2 separate regions of the Rattus norvegicus genome follow, and region 1 is linked to region 2. The links are chromatin contacts, called in public Hi-C maps. All regions are on one chromosome and are shown on one strand. The core of a region is the stretch at or near the end of the contact, and the rest is flanking DNA. Distances in the headings are between cores, read along the strand shown. Region 1 holds the start of LOC100911728 (40S ribosomal protein S27-like). Region 2 overlaps Atf6 (activating transcription factor 6).

What was found. A called contact is a pair of places that touch in the nucleus more often than the background predicts.
Region 1: a contact with region 2 is called in a Hi-C map of Schwann cells, with 2.0 times the contacts expected there. The contact joins the promoter of LOC100911728 here to the enhancer-like site in region 2. A contact is called at or near these places in 3 of 12 Hi-C or Micro-C datasets (Schwann cells, kidney and liver).

The regions. Positions count from the first base shown.
Region 1 is chr13:85,614,035-85,620,749 of GRCr8, reverse strand. LOC100911728 (40S ribosomal protein S27-like) reads right to left here and starts at 5,216. Exons shown (of 1, transcript XM_003751271.6): 1 at 4,916-5,216. The coding sequence starts at 5,211. The coding sequence ends at 4,972. It overlaps Atf6 (activating transcription factor 6), which reads left to right. Exons shown (of 16, transcript NM_001107196.1): 5 at 3,447-3,573; 6 at 4,366-4,569.
Region 2 is chr13:85,561,088-85,567,635 of GRCr8, reverse strand. Atf6 (activating transcription factor 6) reads left to right here. Exons shown (of 16, transcript NM_001107196.1): 11 at 97-210; 12 at 775-874; 13 at 5,883-5,950. Among named protein-coding and RNA genes, the nearest start is that of Atf6, 75 kb to the left of the region's middle. Within about 2 kb of position 1,340, at least 5 of the 93 cell types and tissues checked have an H3K27ac peak or open chromatin away from gene starts, as enhancers often do. A contact at or near this core is called in Schwann cells, where this site is marked.

The sequences.
Region 1 (6,715 bases), core at 3,967-6,466, 49 kb before region 2:
CTTATGAATATCGATGAAAATACTCAATTAAGATTCTTGAAAACCGAATCCAAGAACACATCAAAACATCATGATCAAGTAGGCTTCATCCCAGGGATGCAGGGATGGTTCAGTATATGGAAATCCACCAATGTAATCCACTATATAAACTCAAAGGAAAAAATAAACACATGATCATCTCATTAGATGCTGAGAAATCATTTGACAAAATTCAACACCCGTTCATGTTAATAGTCTTGGAAAGATCAGGAATTCGAGGCCTATACCTAATCATAGTAAAAGCAGTATATATTAAACCAGTAGCCAACATCAGACAAAATGGAGAGAATCTTGAAGCAATCCCACTAAAATCAGGGACTAGACAAGGCTGCCCACTCTCTCCCTACTTATTCAATATAGTACTTGAAGTCCTAGCCAGAAAATTAGACAACAAAAAGAGGTCAAAGGGATACAAGTTGGAAAGGAAGAAGTCAAATTTGCAGATGATATGATAGTGTACTTAAGTGACCCCAAAAGTTCCACCAAAGAACTACTAAGCCTGATAAACAACTTCACCAAACTGGCTGGGGATAAAATTAACTCAAATAAATCAGTAGCCTTCCTCTACTCAAAGGATAAACATGCTGAGAAAGAAATTAGGGAAAGGACACCCTTCACAGTAGTCACAAATAACATAAAATACCTTGGTGTGACTTTAACCAAGCTAGTGAAAGATCTGTGTGACAAGAACTTCAAGTCTCTGTAGAAAGAAATTGAAGAAGATCTCAGTAGGTGGAAAGATCTCCCATGCTCATGAATTGGTAGGATTAATAAAGTAAAAATGGCCATTTTGCCAAAAGCAATCTACAGATTCAATGCAATCCCCATCAAAATTCTAACTCAGTTCTTCACAGAGTTAGAAAGAGCAAGTTGCAAATTCATTTGGAATAACAAAAAACCAGGATAGCAAAAACTGTTCTCAACAGTAAAAGAACTTCTGGGGGAAATCACCATCCCTGACTTCAAGCTATATTACAGAGCAATTGTGATAAAAATTGCATGGTATTGGTACAGAGACAGGCAGGTAGATCAGTGGAACAGAATTGAAGACCCAGAAATGAACCCACATACCTATGGTCACTTGATCTTTGACAAAGGAACTAAAACCATCCAGTAGAAATGGTGCTGGTTCAACTGGAGGTCAGCATATAGAAGAATGCAAATTGATCCATTCTTATCTCCTTGTACAAAGTTCAAGTCCAAGTGGATCAAGGACCTTCATATAAAACCAGATACACTGAAACTAATAGAAGAAAAAGTGGGGAAGAACTTCTGACATATAGGTACAGGGGGAAATTTCCTGAACAGAACTCCAGTGGCCTATGCTCTAAGATCAAGAATTGACAAATGGGACCTCATAAAATTACAAAGCTTCTGTAAGGCAAAGGACACTGTAAATAGGAGAAAATGGCAGCCAACAGATTGAGAAAAAATCTTTACCAATTCTATATTCAATAGAGGGCTAATATCTCATATATACAAAGAACTCAGGAAGTTAGACTCCAGAGAACCAAATAATCCTATTAAAAAAATGGGGAACAGAGCTAAACAAAGAATTCTCAACTGAGGAATATCAAATGGCAGAGAAACACCTACAGAAATGTTAATATCCTTAGTCACCAGGAAAATGCAAATCAAAACAACCCTGAGATTCCACCACCAGTCAGAATGGCTAAGATCAAAAACTCAGGTGACAACAGATGCTGGCGAGGATGTGGAGAAAGAGGAACACTCCTCCATTGTTGGTAGGATTGCAAGCTGTTATAACTACTCTGGAAATCAGTCTGGAGGTTCCTCAGAAAATTGTACTACCTGAGGACCCAGCTGTATCACTCCTGGGCATAAACCCAAAAGATGCTTCAACATATAACAAGGACACATGCTCCACTATGTTTATAGCAGCCTTATTTATAATAGCCAGAAGTTGGAAAGAACCCAGATGTTCCTCAACAGAGGAATGGATACATAAAATGTGGTACATCGGGGTTGGGGATTTAGCTCAGTGGTAGAGCGCTTGCCTAGGAAGCACAAGGCCCTGGGTTCGGTCCCCAGCTCCGAAAAAAAAAAAAATGTGGTACATCTACACAACGGAGTACTACTCAGCTATTAAAAACAATGACTTCATGAAATTCTTAGGCAAATGAATAGAACTGGAAAATATCATCCTGAGTGAGATAACCCAATCACAAAGAACACACATGGTATATACACTCACTGACAAGTGGATATTAGCTCAAATCTCAGAATACCTAAGAAAAAAATCCCAGATCATATGAAGCTCAAGAAGAAGGAAGACCAAAATGTGGATGCTTCATTCCTTCTTAGAAGGGAGAATAAAATACTCATGGGAGGAAATACAGGGACAAAGTATGGAGCAGCGACTGGAGGAAAGGCCATCCAGAGACTGCCCCACCTGGGGATCCATCCCATATGCAGCCACCAAACCCAGTCACTGTTTCTAATGCCACAAGTGCTTGCTGATATGAGCCTGATATGGATGTCTCCTGAGAGGCTCTGCCAGAGCCTTACTGATACAGATGAGGATGCTTGCAGCTAAGCATCGGACTGAACATGGGGACCCCAATGGAGGAGTTAGAGAAAAGCCTAAGGAGCTGAAGGGGTTTGCAACCCCATAGGAAGAACAACAATATCAACAACCAGACCCTCCAGAACTCCCAGGGACTAAACCACCAACCAAAGAGTACACATGGAGGGACCCATGGCTTCAGCCGCATATGTAGCAGAGGACGGCCTTGTCTGGCATCAATAGGAGGAGAAGCCCTTGGTTCTGTGAAGGCTCATTTCCCCAGTGTAGGGGAATGCCAGGGTGTTGAGGTGAGAGTGGGTAGGTGGGAAGCAAGGAGAGGGTGTATGGGGGTGGTGGTGAAAGGGGATAACATTTGAAATGTAAATATATAAAATATCCAATGTAAAAAGAAAAAGCTGGGTCTTTTTCCATATGACAGGAGAAAAAAGCATAAAAGATTATTTTTGGTTATTTGTGATAACGTTTCTGGAAGACATTGGCATTTGGAACAACAAACAGGAAGCAAGATTTACCCTCAGTCTGGATAGAGTAAACAGAGATAGAAAAAAAAAATTACCTCTTCTAGAGCTACGACATCCATATTCTCTAACCTTTGGACACCAGGACCCCAGGCTTTCAGACCTTTGACCTTGACTGAAAGTCATTGTTGGCTCCAATGGTTCCCAAGGCGTTGGATTTAGACTGAGTCAAATTGCAGGTGGGCTAGCATGGGACTGCTCAGCTTCTGTCACATGAATTTATTCCCCCACATAGCCTATTGCTTCACTTTTCTGTTTATGTAAGATCTTGTTCTCTTTGTAAGTAGTTTGTCGCTCAAAGATTGCACCCTTGCTCATGAATTGTTTGTGTTTTCCTGCAGGAGGAGTTGGACTTGTTGTCTAGTTCTCAGTCTCCCCTTTCCTTGTATGGCGACAGCTGTCACAGCCCCTCCTCAGCAGAGCCACTGAAGGAAGAGAAGCCTGTCACTGGTCCTGGAAACAAAACGGGTGGGTATCTGTCGCTCGCCCAACGTCTATTATTTCTATTTTAGACAACTTAGATTCCATATTTAAAAGGCAAATCTTGGATTAAGTTTATATTTATTAAACTGACCTGTGTATGGGTGTTTTATGTATATATATCTATATATCTATATATCTATATCTATATCTGTATCTATATCTATATCTATATCTATATCTATATCTATATCTATATCTATATCTATATATATATCTGTGATCCAAGTGGGTGTCTCCTGTCCCCAGAGGCCAAAAGAGGGCTTCGAATCCCCTGGGACTAGGATTGCAGATAGTTGTGACCTGTTCCAGAATCCAGGTCCACTTGTGTAACAACCAGTACTCTTAAAACCCTAAATTACATCTTTTTTGTTGTTGTTGTTTTGAATGACAACTGCGAAGAGGACAAGGGGAGAAATTTTCCTGTGATGGTCTTTGTCATCATAGGTGAGAAATATTAAAGTAGACTTGGGTTCTGTTGTCTGCAGGAGAGGCTGTAAAGGTCCAGTTACAGACACTGTGAGCCTCTCAGCTCATTAAGCGCAGGCTTCATTCAGTACTGTTAGCCTTTACCAGATCATGTTCCCCCTTCCAGAACTGCACAGAGGATGATCTCAGGTCGGGGAGTTCTTTTCAGTCCACTCTGTTACAGAGAAGCTGTGCATATGCCCCTTGGTGACTGTTACTTGAAGTCAGGCTAATACATAGAGGAGCGCATGTAACGTGATATGTTTTCTTAACTTTCTTCAGATTGATTTGAATTTTGTTTTTTTACTCCAGAACATGGACTGACTCCAAAGAAAAAAATCCAGATGAGTTCAAAACCTTCAGTTCAGCCCAAGCCTTTGTTACTTCCAGCAGCACCCAAGACTCCAGCAAACGCCAGTGTCCCAGCAAAGACCATCATCATTCAGACACTGCCAGCCCTGATGCCACTGGCAAAGCAGCAGTCGATTATCAGTATACAGCCTGCGCCCACCAAAGGTACCCGTGAGACTGATGCTCTGCCTTTATTGGAAGAAACGAGGTTTATATTACATAGTTTAATAAGGCTTATATTACACACTTTAATATGTGTTCAATTTTTTGAGCGTGTGGCATCACATCAGAAAATGTCCTTGTCTAAAGATTTTGCAGAGAAAACTAAAGTGATGAGGTTCATGTCCTTCGAGAGACAGTACATTACAGATCATAACTGTTTCTTTCTTTCCTTCTTTCTTTTTTTTTTTTTTTCGGAGCTGGGGACCGAACCCAGGGCCTTGCGCTTGCTAGGCAAGTGCTCTACCACTGAACTAAATCCCCAACCCCCCTTCTTTCTTTTCTTTAAAAATATATATCCAAAATGTATTTATTGGGAAGGTTCCACTCATCTTGAATCAGGGGCTTTCAGTGCTGCTTCCTCCTGAAGGAGCATCCTTCTGTCAGCCTTGCTTTCCCACCTGTAGGCTGACAGAGGACCATGGAGCAGCCAACACACAAGACTACTGTTTGTGCATGGCTAAAGACCGTGGTGATTTTATAGCATCCTGGGCATTTCACATCCATAAAGTAGCAATTGGGGCTCTGCACCAGGCGCTTTTTCTTCTCTTTTGGAGAGGGATGAAGGAGATCCTTTGTGAGAGACATGTTCTCGTAGGGAGGTCATCACCGCCGGAAAGCTGCTTCTTTTTTCTTACAGCTTTTATTGTGATAATATCTGGATTCAAGGTGCTGCTGTTGTTCTTGTGGTGGTGGTGGTTGTTTTCCTCCTCCTCTTTCTCCTCCTTCTCTTCTTCCTCTTCTTTCTCATCTTCCTCCTCCTCCTTCTCCTGATTTCTCTTTTTCTTGCTTTTTTTTGAGGCAGAGTCTCATGTATCCTTAACTGGCCTGGAACTCTGTAAGTAGACCCAGCTGGCTTCAAAGCAGCAGAGATCTGCTTGCTCCTGCCTCCTGAGTGCTGGCACTAAAGGTGTGGGCCACAACTGGCTGAGGCTTTTGATAGGAAATCACTTAGAATGAGGAAGAAACTTTGGAAGATGTTTTATTGCTATTTTATTCTGAGATTATTCTGGCTGTGGCCTTTTTGTTTTGATTTTTTTTTAGGTGTGGTTAGGATTTAAAATAATAAGGACCATTTCAAATCAGGGATGTGTTGAGCAATAAATATGGCTCTTAATTTCTGAGGAGACTGTAGCAGGGCGTTGAACTAGATTTTAGAAGACCTGATTTGCCAATTAGCTCAGCATTGGTGTTTTTCTCTATTTTCTCCACCAGATGGCATCGTGTGCTCGCGATTCTACCAGAAAGGCAAATGGATGTCTAGGGTTCATACACTAGTGATAGAAATTCAGGCTTGAGGAATGATAATCTTGAGATATGTGCATCTGAGGCAGCTTAGTCATTCTGTACTTACATTGATCCGTGTATACGTGGCTATGAGAAAATGCATGTAGCATTCATTTCTCAGGATTGCCTTTATTGACACTAATTAACTGATTGACACTGATTAACTAGGAGTTAATCGGGCATGCGTAAATAAACATCAATGTCACATGTGCTTTAATGGCCATATTTGCATTTAAGATTGGTTAGTGTATCTCCCTGGAGCATGCTTCTGATGGAGAAGGCTTCATAAATTTGATCTCAACCACGGGCAATAGAACGTTGATAAAAAGAACTAAACTAAGACTGGATGTATGGGTGTAAACCTATTCCTAATAAAAATGACAAAAGAAAGAGAAACAATTTGCAATGCCTGCCTTCATTCAGGAGCAACATTCCTATTTGTTTTGTTAAGTAGGGAAAATAGCAGCCTAGGAATAAGTGTCCTTGTGATTTGCAAATGGATGTTAAGGATTCGTAAACTCTTTGAAATGAAGTATAAGATTTAGTGTATATTCATAAATGGAGTTTTAGGACTAGTACCTAAAATAAAGTATTACCAAGACCTCAAAATGATTTGTGTTTTTCCAAAGGCTAAGAGTTTAAGTTCATTATAGTTCCACAGCTATTCAAACACACATATAAAAAGTCATAGGAGGACACTAACATGGCAGTGTGTTAACAAGGGAGTATACTCAAGGGTTGCTCTCAGCTCTTGGCTATGTGGAGTGATAGGAGATCTTTTTTGGTTTTGCTTTTTTTCTTTTCT
Region 2 (6,548 bases), core at 91-2,590:
TAAATTTGGTATACATTTTTTAAATGAAAATCGACACCACTAAGCTTTATGAAATTTATGATACAAGGAAGTGATTTTTGTGTATGTTTATTTCAGATATGATCATTCTGTGTCCAATGACAAAGCCTTAATGGTGCTAAGTGAAGAACCATTACTTTATATCCCTCCACCTCCATGTCAGCCCCTCATTAACACGACAGAGTCTCTCAGGTAAGGGATATGGATTGGTACAGAAACTACTGTGTGGCCCCCCATGGCAAGCTTCAGAACTTAGAACAGCATTTCTTCAGCTTTACTAAGAGGCCAAGAGAATCTGATTTATTGTTGGATAAGTGTAACCTGCAGTTGTCTAGGTAGAGATGGGGATGGGTCATCCGATGTGATGGTTGCCTGCTTCTATGTGTCTTGTTTGAGTGAAGGGATGAAGTGGATGTTAGAATTCAGGGCAAGGCTAGACTTGTGGACGTAAGATTCTCAGCAGGCAGCATCCCCCTTTTGAAGTTGGGAAGGTGATATCTGACTGTGTTGTCTGGACATATATTCCATTATTTCTTTGGATTTTGAACTCGTGATTAGGAGCTTGTCTTGTAACAATCCATGTCTTATTAAAATAAACAGCATTGAATGTCCAAGGTTTTTTCAAATTAAATCAAAAAGTATTGTTAAGTAGTCAGATATGTTGGGCTGCTCTTTGGGTCCTAAAGAACAATTAAGTTAATTTCCAACAAAAGAATAAGCCTACTATGAAATATATTTGATCGCTCTGTTTTTTAGGTTGAACCATGAACTTCGAGGCTGGGTTCATAGACATGAAGTGGAAAGGACCAAATCGAGAAGAATGACAAATAGCCAGCAGAAAACCCGCATTCTCCAGGTCTGTCTGCTCTGCCTGTGTCTGAAGGAACCACAGTCCAGGCGCCACTTGCTTTCTTCCCTGGGAGACTTGGAGACTTAAGCCTTTGTATTTCTCACTGTGGCTGCTTCCGATGCTGCAGCCATTGCTGCCTACTCAGGCGTGGTGCTGCTTCCCGTGTTCTCTCTCACTCTCTCCTCTCTAGCAGGGCACTGTATCACAGTAATTAACTCTGGCTGCTAGAGCGCTGCAGAGCCTTTATAGCTGGGTGGGATAGAAACTCATCTCTTACACGGATCCTTCATAGCTCTAGAATTTAGGAGGAAATCCAGTGAAATAACTTCCAGACTGGGAACTGCATATGTAAAAAGCCCCAGGACGGAGCAGTGTGCATATTTACAGAACTTCAAGGAGTGAGTACAGCTGGAAGGAATGCTGTGACTGAGGGGAGAGCGGTAGGAGTTCAGATCTGAGAGGCTGTGGAGGAGAGAGCGTAGTGAACACCACAGGCTCTGGTCTGAACTTCGGATTCCATTCTGGGCATGCAGGACACCATTAGTGGGTTTGGTGAGGGGGTGGCTTGATGTGAGTTGTACGTGTGAAAGGTCAGTTTGGCTAGGACTGGTAGCGCTCATTGTGAATTTAGGAGTTCAGAACTCAGAAGCAGGATGCTGAGTTCAAGGCTAGCTTGAAATATATAGTGAGACCTTGTCTCAAAACAACAAAGAAACAAAAACGATCATTCTAGAAGCCACACGAAACAGACTGATGGGGAGTAGGCAGCTCAGGTAGACTGCATTCTAGTGGTTTAGATGGGAGGTCTTTGGTCTATTCTACTGTGGTAGATGTGAAGGGGTAGGAAGGAATGGGGACCTAGGTATATTTTGAAAGTAAAACTATTAAGGAATTGCTGCTACAAAACTAAAGAGGTATTGTTAATAATTTCTGTGTCTTGGGTGCTGGATTAATGCTGATGCTATTTATAGAGACAGAAACTGAGGAAGGAGTTAGGGATAGGAGTCAAGAGCTTTAGACACAGACTTTAGACAATCAACTGAAGATGTCCAGTAGACAACCATGTGTCTACATCTGGACTGCAGGAGAGAAGTTGAGGCTAAATGTTTGATTTTTGGGTGCTACTCCCCAGTGTGAAACCAAAGTCCCAGTGTGAAACCAGAGAGGAGAGAGAGTGATAAACTAGTGCTGGGCATTGCACATGTGTGGGCTACAAAGCATCCCTTGAAGGTGGCTGGACAGCAGGATGGAGGGCAGGAAGGGGCAGTGCAGCTCCAGCCAAGCCAACAGGCTGTGACAGTGAAGGCGGTGGCGGGCACTACTAAAACTTGCCATTCGAACTCTCTGGAGACCCTGGAGGCTCTTTTACTGTGTTATAATGACAGAAGCCCAGGGAAGGGAATATTGGAGAGTAACATAGAAAAGTGGCAGTAATTGTTGCAGAGAAATTTCCAGAAATGGTGATAGAAAATAAGAACCAACAAGGAGGTTTTGTTTTGGGATGGAAAAATTTCCACCTGCTTTGCACGTTTGGTTTAGGTGCTAACAGAATCATCTTGCTGAGCATGGTGGTAGCACTGGCCTACATCCTGGCTCTTGGAGGGCAGGAGAGACAGGGGCAGGCAGTATCCTTGAGTTCGAGGCCAGCCTCGTCTACATGAGTTCTAAGCCAGCCAGGGCAACAGAGTGAGACCCTGTCATCAAAAGAAATTGAAGGGAGTTGAGGGAGGGATAGAAAAAGAGGCATCTCAGCCGGGCGTAGTGGCAGTGACTTGCATCTGTAATCACAGAACCCAGGAAGCTGAGGCTGAATTTTAGGCCATCCTGGGCTATGTATAGTGAATTCCAGGCCAGTTTGGGCTGGAGGGCTAGAATGAGACCCTGTCTTGAGTTGGGGTAAGGGGTGGAGGAAGGATGAGAGAGAGAGAGAGAGAGAGAGAGAGAGAGAGAGAGAGAGAGAGAGAGAGAGAATAAGAATGAGTGTGCATGGGAGAGCAGGGTTAACTATTTATTTGGAAGCAGGACATAATATGTTAAGTGTGGTTGAGCTCGTGTTCTGACTTCTGAGGGTCTGTGTCTGTGACTACCCAGAATGTGCTTTCCATGGCCTCTCCAACCCCTTCTTGCCTACTGTGGCAGCTTCATTGGTTGTTAGTACTCCTTGAGGCTATGGGCAGTCACAGCCAATGCCATGAGGACCTGACAGCCCCAAAGCTCTTCCTGGTATTGGAACACGGGCCAGCACTTCAGAACCTAATGGTCTGCTGGACTGTGCACATGTATCAGCTACCTCCTCAGCCGGGGGGAGGAGACTGGCTTCTGCTTCCATATTTGGAGCAAGTTTATCTTTCTGGCAGAGTCTAAATGATCTCAACCCTAGTGACAGAGGTTTCAAATAATGTGGTTTTTCAGGCTTCCCTCCTTTGCCATATAGAGGAAGAGCACAAGATTCAGGTATATGCCACTGTCAGTAGATAATCTCACAAAGCTCATTTATGAAAATTAGAAAATCTTGTCCTAAGTGGAGGTTTTTGCCTTGTCTTTATAATTTTTCACACTACTCCTTCCTGTTTTTCATAACTGTGAAAGGGTTTTTCTCTAATCCTGAAAGAATTCTAGTGTAAGAGAAGTCATGTTGTCCTAAGTTTAGCCCATTATTTATAGATTTGCAGTTTAGACTACAGCCCCCTTCTCTGCTATTTTGGGCGCATGTCTCTCTATTGGGTGCTTAGGTAATAGTTCAGAAGTCTAGGAATCCTAGCTATTACCGAAAAAGGGACGGCATGGGAGCATCTGTGTTGAGTGAAGGGAGTTCTGGGCTGGAACAGTCATCTTGGTCGTGCTGATGTTAGCGGAAAAGCATGTAGGAACTTGTTTGGTCTCTTTGTGTTGGAAGCCTGTACCTGTTCTGCCATTCCCCCACCCCCATTTCAACATTTATCCCTCTTGATTATTTATTTTAGATATAAAAATAAGTCAGTTTTAAAAAGTATTCTGTAAGTTTGGCAAACCGACATTTCTTTGAGATTTCTATTGCCTTACTCCAGTACCCTGTCTTTGACTTGACTTGTTCTCTTGCATACTCTTACTTTCCTTACACTGGGACGATTAGGAAAGATCAAGGGTGAGTGAAAGCTGCCGTCTATGATGAAGGCAAAGAGAAGGCACTTTGGTAGACCACAGTTGAAAGGACTGGTCTCAGGAGGCTGATCAATAAGGCATTCTAGATAGGCATGGGATGTACGTCTAGAGGTCTCGTGCTCAGGAGGCCGGAAAAAGAGAATCATTTGAATCATTTGTTTGAGACCATCCTGGGCCATAAAACAAGACCCACTTATAAGGTGGAAAATTCCAAAGCTTTTTAGACTATGAAAACAATGCCAGATACAAACCAGTGTTGGCAGGGAGGAAAAACAGTAGCGTAGGTAAATATCCCAAATATCCCAGTTAAACTAACAGACTATAAAAAATAAACTCTCTCTCTCTCTCTCTCTCTCTCTCTCTCTCTCTCTCACACACACACACACACACACACACACAGAGAGAGAGAGAGAGAGAGAGAGAGACAGACAGACAGACAGACAGACAGACAGAGAGAGAGAGACAGAGAGAGAGAGAGAGAGAGAGAGAGAGAGAGAGAGAGAGAGAGAGAGAGAGAGCGCTCCCAGCAACGCAAAGGAAGGGTCAAGAAGAATTATAAGTTGTTTGTTTGTTTGAGGCAGGTTCTTACTAGACTGACCTAGAACTCACTATTTAGACCAGGCTGGCCTTGAGCTCAACAGAAATCCATTTGCTTCTGCCTTCTGAATGCTGGACTTGAAACTAGGTTTTTATACTGTGCACATATTATCCCACAGTAGGCTGTGATGATGTGACATGGACAGTAGAGGACCCTACGTATATTATTTTCCCTTCATATATAGCAAGGGACATTTGTAAGTTAAGCACAGGTAGAGACTAGCAACAGTAATTCATAGCATTTACAACAATGTACTATAATAACCCCCCAGTGTCATTATTCTTGGCTTGAGGCCATTATTCAGCTAAATATGGTCACTTTTATGCAAGCACTGCCATAGCATGGCAGTTGATGTGAGGACCGAGATGCTTACTAAGTGGCTAGCGTGGCAGGTATATGTATGCATGGATGTATGTGCTAATTGTCAAATAAGGCCCTTGTAGGACCAGAACTTGCAGACCTTATGCTCATCTTCCCACACTGGTTCTCTTTACCAAACTTATTCTCCTCTTTTTCCCTTTAAGCATTTTGTATTGGCTTCTGTCTTAGTATTTATCACATTTTATTGTTTTATAGAAACCCCCCCCCCCAAGTCAGACCCTGAGCTTCTTACAGGAAATCAGGTATCTAATTTTGAAGCCTTTATCTATGTAAAGATAGATATATGAACATGGCAATAAATTCCAGGAGATCTACTAGACTAGTATTTATGTATAAAAAATACAAGGTCACTTTCTAACATAATAGTAGTAATATATCCTTGAATTCTGATTCCCTTACAAAATTCTCCTAAAGATTAACTTACTAAACTCTCAGGAAACTAAGAAAACAGAGTAGAGAGCAAGTGCCTAGTGAGGCATACATGGCCACTGATGGTTCCATACTCAACTGTTGTCTGGACAAAAGAGTCATGGGTCAGATGTCTTTCGTGAGATTCAAATGGGAGTGTTAGGTGTGAGGAATGTGTGTGTGCAACTCAGTGAATAGTGGAAATTTTGTTTCAGAGTCTTTCCTATTTAAGAATTTGTCTGTAACATAATACTTTTTTTACAAACATAAGTTCTATATGTCCTTTATTGTTCAGCTTGGTCATAAAAGTTGCAGCGGGTAGATTGAACTTGGCCAGTCAGTCTGTAAACTTTGTGGGAAGTACCTGAACGGTCTTTATAAGACAGCGTTACATATAGTCTCAGTCTACAGCATGGCCTAAAGTATTCTAAATAACCAACCCAGACGGTTTTTCTGTTATTTCTTAAACTTCTTTCTCTCTTCCAGGGTGCTCTGGAACAGGGCTCGAATTCTCAGCTGATGGCTGTCCAGTACACAGAAACCACTAGCATCAGGTAAGAAGATCCAGAGGCTTTTGGCCAAAGAGCTTGACCTGTCTATTAGTGGAATAGGAACTCACACCTCCTTCTCATGCTCCTCTTACGACTTTTATTTCAGTTCAAATGAACATACATGACCAGTTAGCAGTCCCAGCAAAGGAATACCTCTCTCAGATCTCTTAAGTATAGATTTAGTCAGAAGATTTTTCAATTATAATTTTGCTGTAAATCCAAAGTGCCCATTGCTTTCTCGTTCCTGATTTTAATGTTAGTTTTTTCTCTCCACCTTGTTGGTGCAGGGTCACTGTGGTTTCTGTTGTACCATGAACTCCTCAGGCTTCCAGCTGACTCTTCTGTCCCCGCCTCTCACATCACTGTGCCCGTGCTGGGTCACAGTTGTGCCCTTTGATGCAGCTTTTCTGAATGTGGATTCTGGGATTGAACTGGACTTTCCGTGTTTTGGCTCTTGTAGCAGGTGTTTTACCTGCTGAACTGTCTCATCCACCCTGGCTGCGTGCTTTACATACACCTTACCTTTAAATTTACATAATAATTCAAAGTATATTTTATGTAGGAAAAGGCTGGGGAGTCAAATTTTTTTTTGTTTTTATTA